2 separate regions of the Danio rerio genome follow, and region 1 is linked to region 2. Evidence: chromatin contacts called from public HiCAR-type data. All regions are on one chromosome and are shown on one strand. Each heading gives the region's core, a stretch centred on a gene start, on an enhancer-like site or on the middle of the called end of the contact. The rest is flanking DNA. Distances are from core to core; before and after follow the strand shown. Region 1 holds the start of ctdp1 (CTD (carboxy-terminal domain, RNA polymerase II, polypeptide A) phosphatase, subunit 1). Region 2 holds the start of septin7a (septin 7a).

Region 1 (4,679 bases), core at 1,281-3,780, 420 kb after region 2:
AAAATAAAATAATAGGTTATTAGAGATGTGTTATTAAATCTATTATGTTTAGAAATGTGTTGAAGAAATCTTCTCTCCGTTGAACAGAAATTAGGGAAAAAATAAACAAGCGGTCTAATAATTCAGTGGGGGGGTTTAATCATTCTGATTTCAACTGTATTTCTTAGCCACACATTTTAAATAATGTGTCATTAATTTAGAATTTTTAAAAATGTTAATAAATGTATTTTAATGTTGAATAAATTCTAAGTGTTATGGAAACAAAAAAGCCGTATAAAAAATTTTGCAGGTATTTTATTGCAGTTCTAAATGATTTAACAGAAGGTGGCTGCTTTGCCTAAATAACGACAAACTGCAAAACCTTGCTACATTTTTTTCAATGTGTTGTACCCACATAAATGTCTGCTTCCAAGACATTAGCCTCAATTTGATGTTGCTGTTTCTTCACTGTACGGGTTGTTGCCAAGATGCAGACAAAAAAAATGTGCTCACAACATCCAATCAAGCAAGAGGAAGCGAAAAACAATATGGTGTTTACAACATCACAGAGAAGGTATCATTTAAAGGTTTAAAACACACAACTGTTGATTCTAAGAATTTATTTGCACGCAATTGACAAATACTCAAAGGCAAAAAAAGTTTATTTTGTTTTTTACTCAGACATTTAAAAAGAGCATATTTTAAAACAGTAATCACAATACTGCAAAACCTCCCATCAGAATCCTATTTCAGCCTATCCCTTTTTTATACATAAACGCAGATTGTCCTTAATACTCAGCTTCATATTTTCAGGATTAGAAGAGACTGAAGATCTTAAATCTCCTATAACTACTCTGTAAATATTTAGCATTTTTTAAAGATTCATTTTAACAATGAACTCTGTGTGTAAGCTTTATCTGTTTTATATAGTTTGTTTTGCTTATTTAAGCATGTTCTGCATTTAATTCAAGTAATGATTTAAAAGTAAAAATTGTCAAGGCGTCACGTGATTCCAATAAACATGAACTAAAGAAAATAGCACTACCACTAATACTACTACTGCTAAAATAATAATAATAAAATATTATATTTATATATAATGACGACAAAACTCTCATTTCAGTATCAAGGCTGTTTTTGTAACACTGAGCCTGAAAGTCTTTTACATCTATTTCGTACTTGTACATTTTCTGATGATTTTTGGAAACAGGTTTCAGGGTTGACTTTTGATTCATTTAACAAAATAATTCACTTTGACGAATGCATGATTCTTTTTCTAAATTGTAAAACTGGCTATGATACACTCGATACACTCGATAATGAACATTTTTCTTGGGAATTTTCACATATACAAGGCAAAAGTAACGTCTATTACTCCCTCCTTTATTTTTTTTCTGTAAAGATTTAAAAATAGTTTATAATTCTTTGACCTCAATTACATGAAAGCTATAAAAACCTCTCTAATAACGAAAAAAATCTAAACAATCTAATAATTTAAATATGATAAAGCCCCCATATATATAATGTAGTTTTTTTTTAATGTATGTTTTGCATCACTAAGTTTTGTATGACTGTTGTATATGTTATCATATAATCCTTTATGCTTTGTCAGTTATATGCATTAATAAAAATAACTAAAATAATACTTTTCTGGGCTGCTTAATCCCAAAACTTCAAACTTTTTTCAACAACCATGTGGTGCAAAAAAAATAACAATAAGGCACGTGGAAATCCTGGATGACTCTGCACGCTTCTCTTCCACTACTAACGTTAGAGTTCTCTGAATTATTCAGACCGCCTCCATGCTTTCAACGACACACCCTCACTCCAAATCTCCGCCCTCTACAACCGTACCAGCCAATCCGAATGCACCAAACTACAACGCACCAAATGACTGACAGAGAGAGAACGTTTCTGATTGGGTAAAAAGGGCGGGCCGCTCCCCCAACTCTTGTTTTGCCATGTATACACAGAGTTTAGGGGTTATCAGAGCTTATCTCCCAAGATATAATCAGTCATATTTTTCAGTTAATACGAACATTTTATGCCTGGTATAACAACAATCCCGTAAAACACCTTTACATGATATTAAACATGTTTACACCGGGCGCGTGGAAGTTGAGATGCTGCTGTCACGAGCTCAGCGTGAGCGCCAGTGCGCGTGCCACTTTAGCTTAGCGCGAGCACGCTCAGCTCAGAAGCAAGGGTTGGAAATAAAAGCGTAAATGTCAGCCGTGAAATCTGGGATATCAACGGGGTCATGAGAGCGTGTCTTACCCAGGCGCGATGACCTGCCCGAGCTGACAGCACAGTTCCTGCACAACTCCAGCGCGGTCCGACTTGAGCTTCTTTTCGGGCGCTCTGGACTCGCTTTCGGCGGGGATCGGCGCACATACCGCGATCACGGAGTCAACGTTGACCAGAGCTCCGGGTTTCACCTTCCACTCGAGCAGCCGCAGGGGACGAGCTCCTGCGGGGCAGCGGATCTCCGTCACCTGCACCACGGGGCCCTCTGCTGCCGCACCGCCGCCGGAGTCTGCAGGCTCCTCCATCAGGGCTTCAAACTTCAGTCAGAGAGCCGCAGGAAGCGCTTGGGGAGAGTTAATAAAAGTAGTAAATAGCTCTGAAAATAATCCAGAGGCGCGCAGGGAAATGAAGAGATAAAAATGAGCTCTGTTGCAGGACAGGCTGAGACGCAGGTTCACTCTTCCCGCCCGTAAACAGGAAACACAAGGCTGCAGCACGAGCGACACTCTATCCACTTCCGGGAGACTTTAATAACCCTCTTTAAAAAAAAAACTGTCGTTACCCTAGAGTATTCTGTTTTAGTTTGTAATAAAATAATGACAACATTTATGCGCATAAATATTTGGCTAAATATTAAAAAAAACGCGTGAGAAATAGATGAAACATTTAAAGTCAAACTGGTGAAACAGTTACAGTCAAACTGCTGCTTCAGAGAAAATCTGACTTAAGCATTTATAGCAAACTGTTTTTATGCGTCCCCTCCCCCGTTTGAGACAGGCAAACCCCTGGCTTGTGATGTAATCTGATGAAATATCATCATCACACCATCCGCTGTCAGGGGATTAGACCGCGCGTCATCGCAGCATGTAAACATTTAGCTTCATGTGAGGGAGTGATTTCACTTTTGTTTTATTTCGGCTTGAATGTAAAACTTACTCATTCATTTAAAAAGTTACCAAAGAGGATTACTCATTTTGCTGTATATTTCTTTATTACATCAATCTTTCAGATAGCATGGACTCACAGACAGGATTGCACTTGTCCTATGTACAGAGGCGGATATAGTGATTTAGGGGCCCTAGCATTGAAACTTAAAACAGTTTCTTTAAAAAAAAAATAAAACTTTATAGATATTTTTTTCTCTTTATATTCAGGGTTGTGTGTGTGTGTGCGTATAAACTGCATATAAAATTAAATGAAGTAAATTCACAAATAAAAAAACAAGCTCACAAGCTATGTACAGTTAATTAGCCTTACTTGTGATTTGTGATTAGATTTTAATATTTTCTATTAAGTGCAGTATGAATGGAACGTTCCACTTTTCATGGGGGCCCCTGGTTTAGAAAAGAAGTAATAATGGTAAAATCTTAATGGTTCTGAACAGATTTTACAACATATGATAGAAAAAAATTGTAAAATAGCTTTAGGATTATTAAAATAGGCTTCTTGGCATTAGCTGGGAGCCCTTTATTTCCCTGGGGCCCTAAGCAGTTGCTTACCTTGTTGGTTAAGTTCACCCCAGCTATGTACAGTTGATGTCAGCCCTTCTGAATTATTAGACCTCCTGTATATTTTCCTCAGTTTCTGTTTAACAGAGAGAATACATTTTTTTCTTTCTAAAAAGTTTTTATTACTAATTTCTTATAACAGTTCTTTTATCTTTGCCATGACAGTAAATACAGGCCCGTAACCAGCCTGGTGAAAGGGTTGGTTCTTTTTCTTTAAAAAAAAACTGGAAAACTGTAGCTTTTTGCAGTTATATGCCACATTTTCTGTTTAATTAAGAGATTTTAATACTGCATTTTAGTGACATTTTAAGCACTATTTTTAGCTGAATTATCTTGCTGGATGGTCAGCATAACCACACTTTTTGATATACGAAAATATTTCCTAAATTTTTATAATAAAGAAGACAGAATTTGGCTATTTGAATAATAAAAATGAAAACATAATAATAATAATCCGCACCTCCAAGTCTGAGGCCATGGCACTGGAAAAAAACAGGTTTGCCATCTTCAGGTTGAAGGAAAGTCCTTGCTCCAGGTGGAGTTCAAGTATCTTGGGGTTTTGTTTACGAGTAAGGGAAGGATGGAACATGATATTAACAGGTGGATTGGTGCAGCGGCAGCAGTAATGTGGTCAATGTACCAGTCCGTTGTGGTTAAGAAGGAGCTGAGCTGAAAGGCAAAGCTCTCGATTTACCAGTCAGTCTACGTTCCTAATCTTACCTATGGTCATGAGCTTTGGGTCATGACCAAAAAGACAAGATCTCGGATACAAGTGGCCGAAATGAGTTTCCTTCGCAGGGTGGCAGGGCGCACCCTTATAGATGGGGTGAGGAGCTCTGTCACCCAAGAGGAGCTTAGAGTAGAGCTGCTGCTCCTCCACATCGAGAGAAGTCAGCTGTGGTGGCTCGGGCATCTGTTTCGGATGCCTCCTGGACATCTGCTAGG
Region 2 (4,724 bases), core at 293-2,792:
CACGCCAACGCGCTTGTCACTTCAGGTCAGAATAACAACATATGCGAAAATGAGAGCCGTATATCAGTGGTGAAGAGTATGTCAATTTAAAGGGATGTAAGGATTTCACCAAAATTACTTTTTGGTTTCTTTTCTTGTGCATCCTGGCCACTAGCTCCCAATCTGAAAGATTTCTTTGCACCATGTTTGCTTATTTTTAATATAACTAATTGTAAAGAGAAAAGAATGATGACATTTACTCACGCTGTCCATGGATCTGTCATGCCACATTAAAGAGAGTCAAAACCACATAGTTTTGTTTGGATTCTAGATAAAATGCACTTGGAATTTGAACTATGATGTGGTGTTAAAAACACACAGACACACACAAAGCTTGTTGCATTTTTGAACCAGAGCTGTGCTTATTATATCTATATCTGAAAAAGTTTACATGAGAACTGAAACTGCATAGACAAAAATATTGACTCCATGATTTAAGAATCAATGTTGATTTGTTAAAATGAACATATGTATAGAACTTTAGAATTATGTTCTACAAATTCAGAGGTTAAAACAACATGCACACTGAGCTGAAAGAGCTGTACCTACACTCCTAATGATTACAGATCCACTCACTTCACCCATCAATACATCCATCCATGTCAATCCAAAAACCTTTTCCATCCTTCGATTAATGCTTCCATCATCCACCCCCTCTCAATCAATCTATCATTCCATGGATCCAGTGTTCAGTTCTACAACAAGTGGATGCAATCTCACTTTCGGGTGTTTAGCTCAACACACGTCAGAAAGTTTGTAGTGATCCTGAAGACTTTGATTATCTAGTTTATGTGTCTGAGTGTTGTGGTTTCAGTGTGATGTGTTTGAAACTGAACAAAAGCCTCCAGGAGAAGCAAAACTGACATCTCTGACTTACTGCATAACTCACATATGAATATTTCTAAGCTGAGAGTGACAAACACATGGAGGTGCTTCTCCAAGAGCTGCAAATGTCTGGCCAGAAAACTACATTCATTGCTTAAACACACAGTCTTTAGCGTATTATAGTATTCCATGAATTTCTGAACAATATTTTATGGTTATGTTTTGTACAACGTTGCTTTCTTTGAAACACAGTGGAAATATCAAGACAGATGAATACTATGCACCACAGCACAGCACTGTCTGATGTTATCGTTACACCACCCACACTACATTGCTGTTAGTAAAAACGTACAATTAAAATTTTACATGACAAAACCTAACCTTAATCGTCACGTAAACAGCATAAACACTAAACCACACAGAAACCGACCGCTCGAGTCGATCTATTTGTCTGTTGGTTAACACACGCTCAGGAAACGCATCTTCCGCGCGCAACTAAACACGCGCCCGTAAAAGACGCTGCACATATCTGACAATAAATCTACTTACAGAAGAGTTGGACAAACTGCCTGTTTATTAAAGAGAAAGGGAATAAATACTCACCCATTCTGTTGACGCTCCCGGCCGCCTCTGTAACCGATCTCTCACCGATCGACATTCCCTTTCTCCAACTCACGGTCCAGCCCACAGGCGTACGTTACATTTCTTGCGTAGTCTCCCTTGGCAACCTTGAGGGCGACGGCCGTGGCGTATCTTTGGTGAATAGCGTCCGCTCAAATCTCGCGATAGTTCGAATAAACCACACGGGCACTAAGGGAAATATTTTTGCATTTAAATGCGACTTGGTGGTCACTTTTAATAAGTATAACCTTTTTAAAATAAAAAGTTATTGTGCAAAACATGTATCAAAGTAATTTTACGAAATATAAAAGATGAATAATAGTTCTATATTCATATGTGGGATATAATGAAAATTTTTGTGAATTTTCTTTTTTTATCTACTCATAAGGTGCACAGATCAACATTAAATCCCCTTATTTATGCTTGTCTGGCTAAAGGCATCAAACTTCAGTTTCCTTTCCTTGGTCTTGGATCTGTGAAGAGACAAACAATGCTGACACCTGCTGGCCAAAGTGCATTAACAGCCGCTTTTTCATTGTTGATGCACTTTTCTGTCCTAACAGCTTAAACTAAACTAAACTAAACTAAACTAAACACTTTGTTAATGCGGAAAAGTATAATACGACAGTCCAAACATGTTAAATACGTAAAAAACTGTCCATAAATGACTTTAATAGCAGCTGACATAAGTTCATGATCCATCATGTTGTGGTAGGGTTTATTGGTGTGGTAGAGAATTTATATTCAACCCTTTATAAATGCAATTGTTTCAGGAAGATTCTGTTACTGTGATTTATGTAATATCAAATTAGAATGGTTTTGTGAATGATATTTCCTGGATAAAAATTGGTCACTTTACCCCACACATTTTTTATAGCAAACAAAATAAGAGAGTCCCCTTTAAACTGATTCATAGATGCTATTCATTCATTCGTTCATTTTCTTTTCGGCTTAGTCCCTTTATTAATCTGGGATCGCCCTTCCAGCCACAAGGAGAGAGGTCTGGATGCAGACCTGGTGCAGTGCAACCTGAGCTGCGTCCAGTGCTTTTTAATGGGTTCACCTAACCCCACCCATAACCCTACCCCTCACAGTGCGTCACTCACTCCATTTGAGTGCATTATGTCTGACATTGCATCGCTGAGTGATGCAATCTTAGCTTGCATCATAAAGGCTGCATCCAGATACTATTGGCCACAACCTATCTCTGGGAAACATCTAGACACGCTCATTCAAGTGTAATCTTAAAAGGCTTAAGAATGATATTAACACCAACTGTTCTTTTTGCTTAGTAAATGCTGAAACTTTTGTTTATTTATTTTGGATTTGCCCTCATTGAATGACATTTTGGTGTGATGTTCTTGATTTTATAAAAGATAATGTGAATGCAGATTTGAATTTACATGAAGAATGTTATCTTTGGTTTCCATAAATGTGAAAAGGAAAATAATACTTATTTCATAAACCTTATTGTTGGGCAAATTTCACGTTCACTAGAGCAAGTTTTGTAAGTGTAAACCTTTTTTTCCTAAATTTAGAATTGAAACGAAAATGTATTTTGAGTGTATTGGGAGATCAACAAACTTAAAAGCAGTACGAACAAGGACTTTGATTAAAGACTTGGCACTTATCTTGGACTAAATGAAAATTACACCACATGGCTGCTTTATAAGGAACACCTCTTCAGTTGTATACAGCAAATATCTAATCAGCATCACTTCATGGTAGCCAGTGGTGTAAAGTAACAATTTACAAATACTCAAAATACTAAAATAAGTAGTTTTCTCAGGAATTATAATTTACTAAGTAGGTTTAAAAATGTGTTCTTTTACTTTCCCTCAAGTACATTTTAATGCAGTATTGGGTACTTTTACTCTACTACTTTCCTTCAACTTGCAGTCACTACTTTATTTTTGCTTGTCTATGGGTATTAGAAACTGTCCAACCTAAAATCAACCAATTATAAATGTCTAATGATGTTAGAGTTCAACGTTGTGTGAATGTTACCACTATAATGTCTATCAGATGTCAGATTTTGGTTGCCATATCTGACAAATAATGCCCTACACTACTGCGTTACGCAATACGTTACTGTCAGGCCTGTAGCCAGCATGGTGAAAGGGGTGGTTCTTTTTTTTTCTCAAAAAGTGGACCTATTTGCAGTTATACGCCTCAGTTTCTAGTTAACTATAAGATTTAAATACTGCATTTTAGTGATTTTTTTATTTATTTATTTTTTAGCAAGTCAGGTGTCATCATAACCACTTTCTGATGTACTAAAAAGATTTACAAAAAAGTTGCAATAAAACAAATTAAAACAAGAGTAATTTTTAAAATACAAATTTATGACATCATTTATGATTAGGAAAAAAAAGCAATCTGTTAAAGTTTTAAAGTAAAACAACTGTAGCCTACTATCAGTTTAGTAGACAGAAAACAAACTGGCCAGCACATGCAACTGTCCTCAGTTGACCCCCTGGTGTTGGGTTGCAGCTGGAAGGGCATCCGCTGCGTAAAACATATGCTGGATACATTGGCGGTTCATTCTGCTGTGGTGAACCCTGATTAATAAAGGGACTAAGTCGAAAATAAAATTAATTAATGAATATTGAGCAGCAGTTCAATAGATGCCTTGTTGGTGCTAGATAATAATGCTTGGTTTTAAGTTCATTCTGCAGAAGACTCTGAATGCACAACATGTCAAACCTTTAAGCAGGTAAGCTACAGCAGAAGAAAAGTGAAGCTACAAATGAAAAACAAAATAGAACAATAGACATTGGTCACAATTTCTGTTGCAATATTCAAATAGTATTAAATCTGGAATTGGCATAAATAACATAAAAGCCTGGATCCATCCTGCCTTGATTATTCAAGCTGCTTATGTAATTGTGTGGTGTAAATGGTCTGGCCCACTTTACACCCCTTTTGACTTTTGATAGCCTACCTGTGTATCCCTTTTTGACCATATTTTGGGATGTGTACTTCCAAATGTCAAATCATTTCAGTTTTTCAAAATGAAAAGAAGTTCATTACACCCAATTGCCTAATCTGAAAAAACTGCAGCAACTGCGTGATGCTCTTATTTTAGTATAGAACAAAATATAAGAGGAATTGAATTCTAGCATCTTGTCAAAGCCATGATATGATATTAAGACAGCAGCAAAGTCAAAATGGGCTCTAATCTACAGTAGCACTAAGATAATTAGAGCCCCTTTGCCTTCTTTCATGGCTTCATATCA

Evidence for each region. HiCAR-type assays count read pairs that join an accessible place to other places.
Region 1: a contact with region 2 is called in a HiCAR-type map of caudal fin, with 6 times the contacts expected there. The contact joins the promoter of ctdp1 here to the promoter of septin7a in region 2. A contact is called at or near these places in 1 of 18 Hi-C or Micro-C datasets (embryo) and 2 of 4 datasets of contacts at active chromatin or transcription factors (caudal fin and embryo).

Annotation. Positions count from the first base shown.
Region 1 is chr19:12,947,760-12,952,438 of GRCz12tu, forward strand. It overlaps ctdp1 (CTD (carboxy-terminal domain, RNA polymerase II, polypeptide A) phosphatase, subunit 1), which reads right to left and starts at 2,531. Exons shown (of 13, transcript NM_001002873.1): 1 at 2,257-2,531. The coding sequence starts at 2,531.
Region 2 is chr19:12,525,114-12,529,837 of GRCz12tu, forward strand. septin7a (septin 7a) reads right to left here and starts at 1,543. Exons shown (of 15, transcript NM_201161.1): 1 at 1,468-1,543. The coding sequence starts at 1,522. It also overlaps a transcript of hsbp1l1 not described here.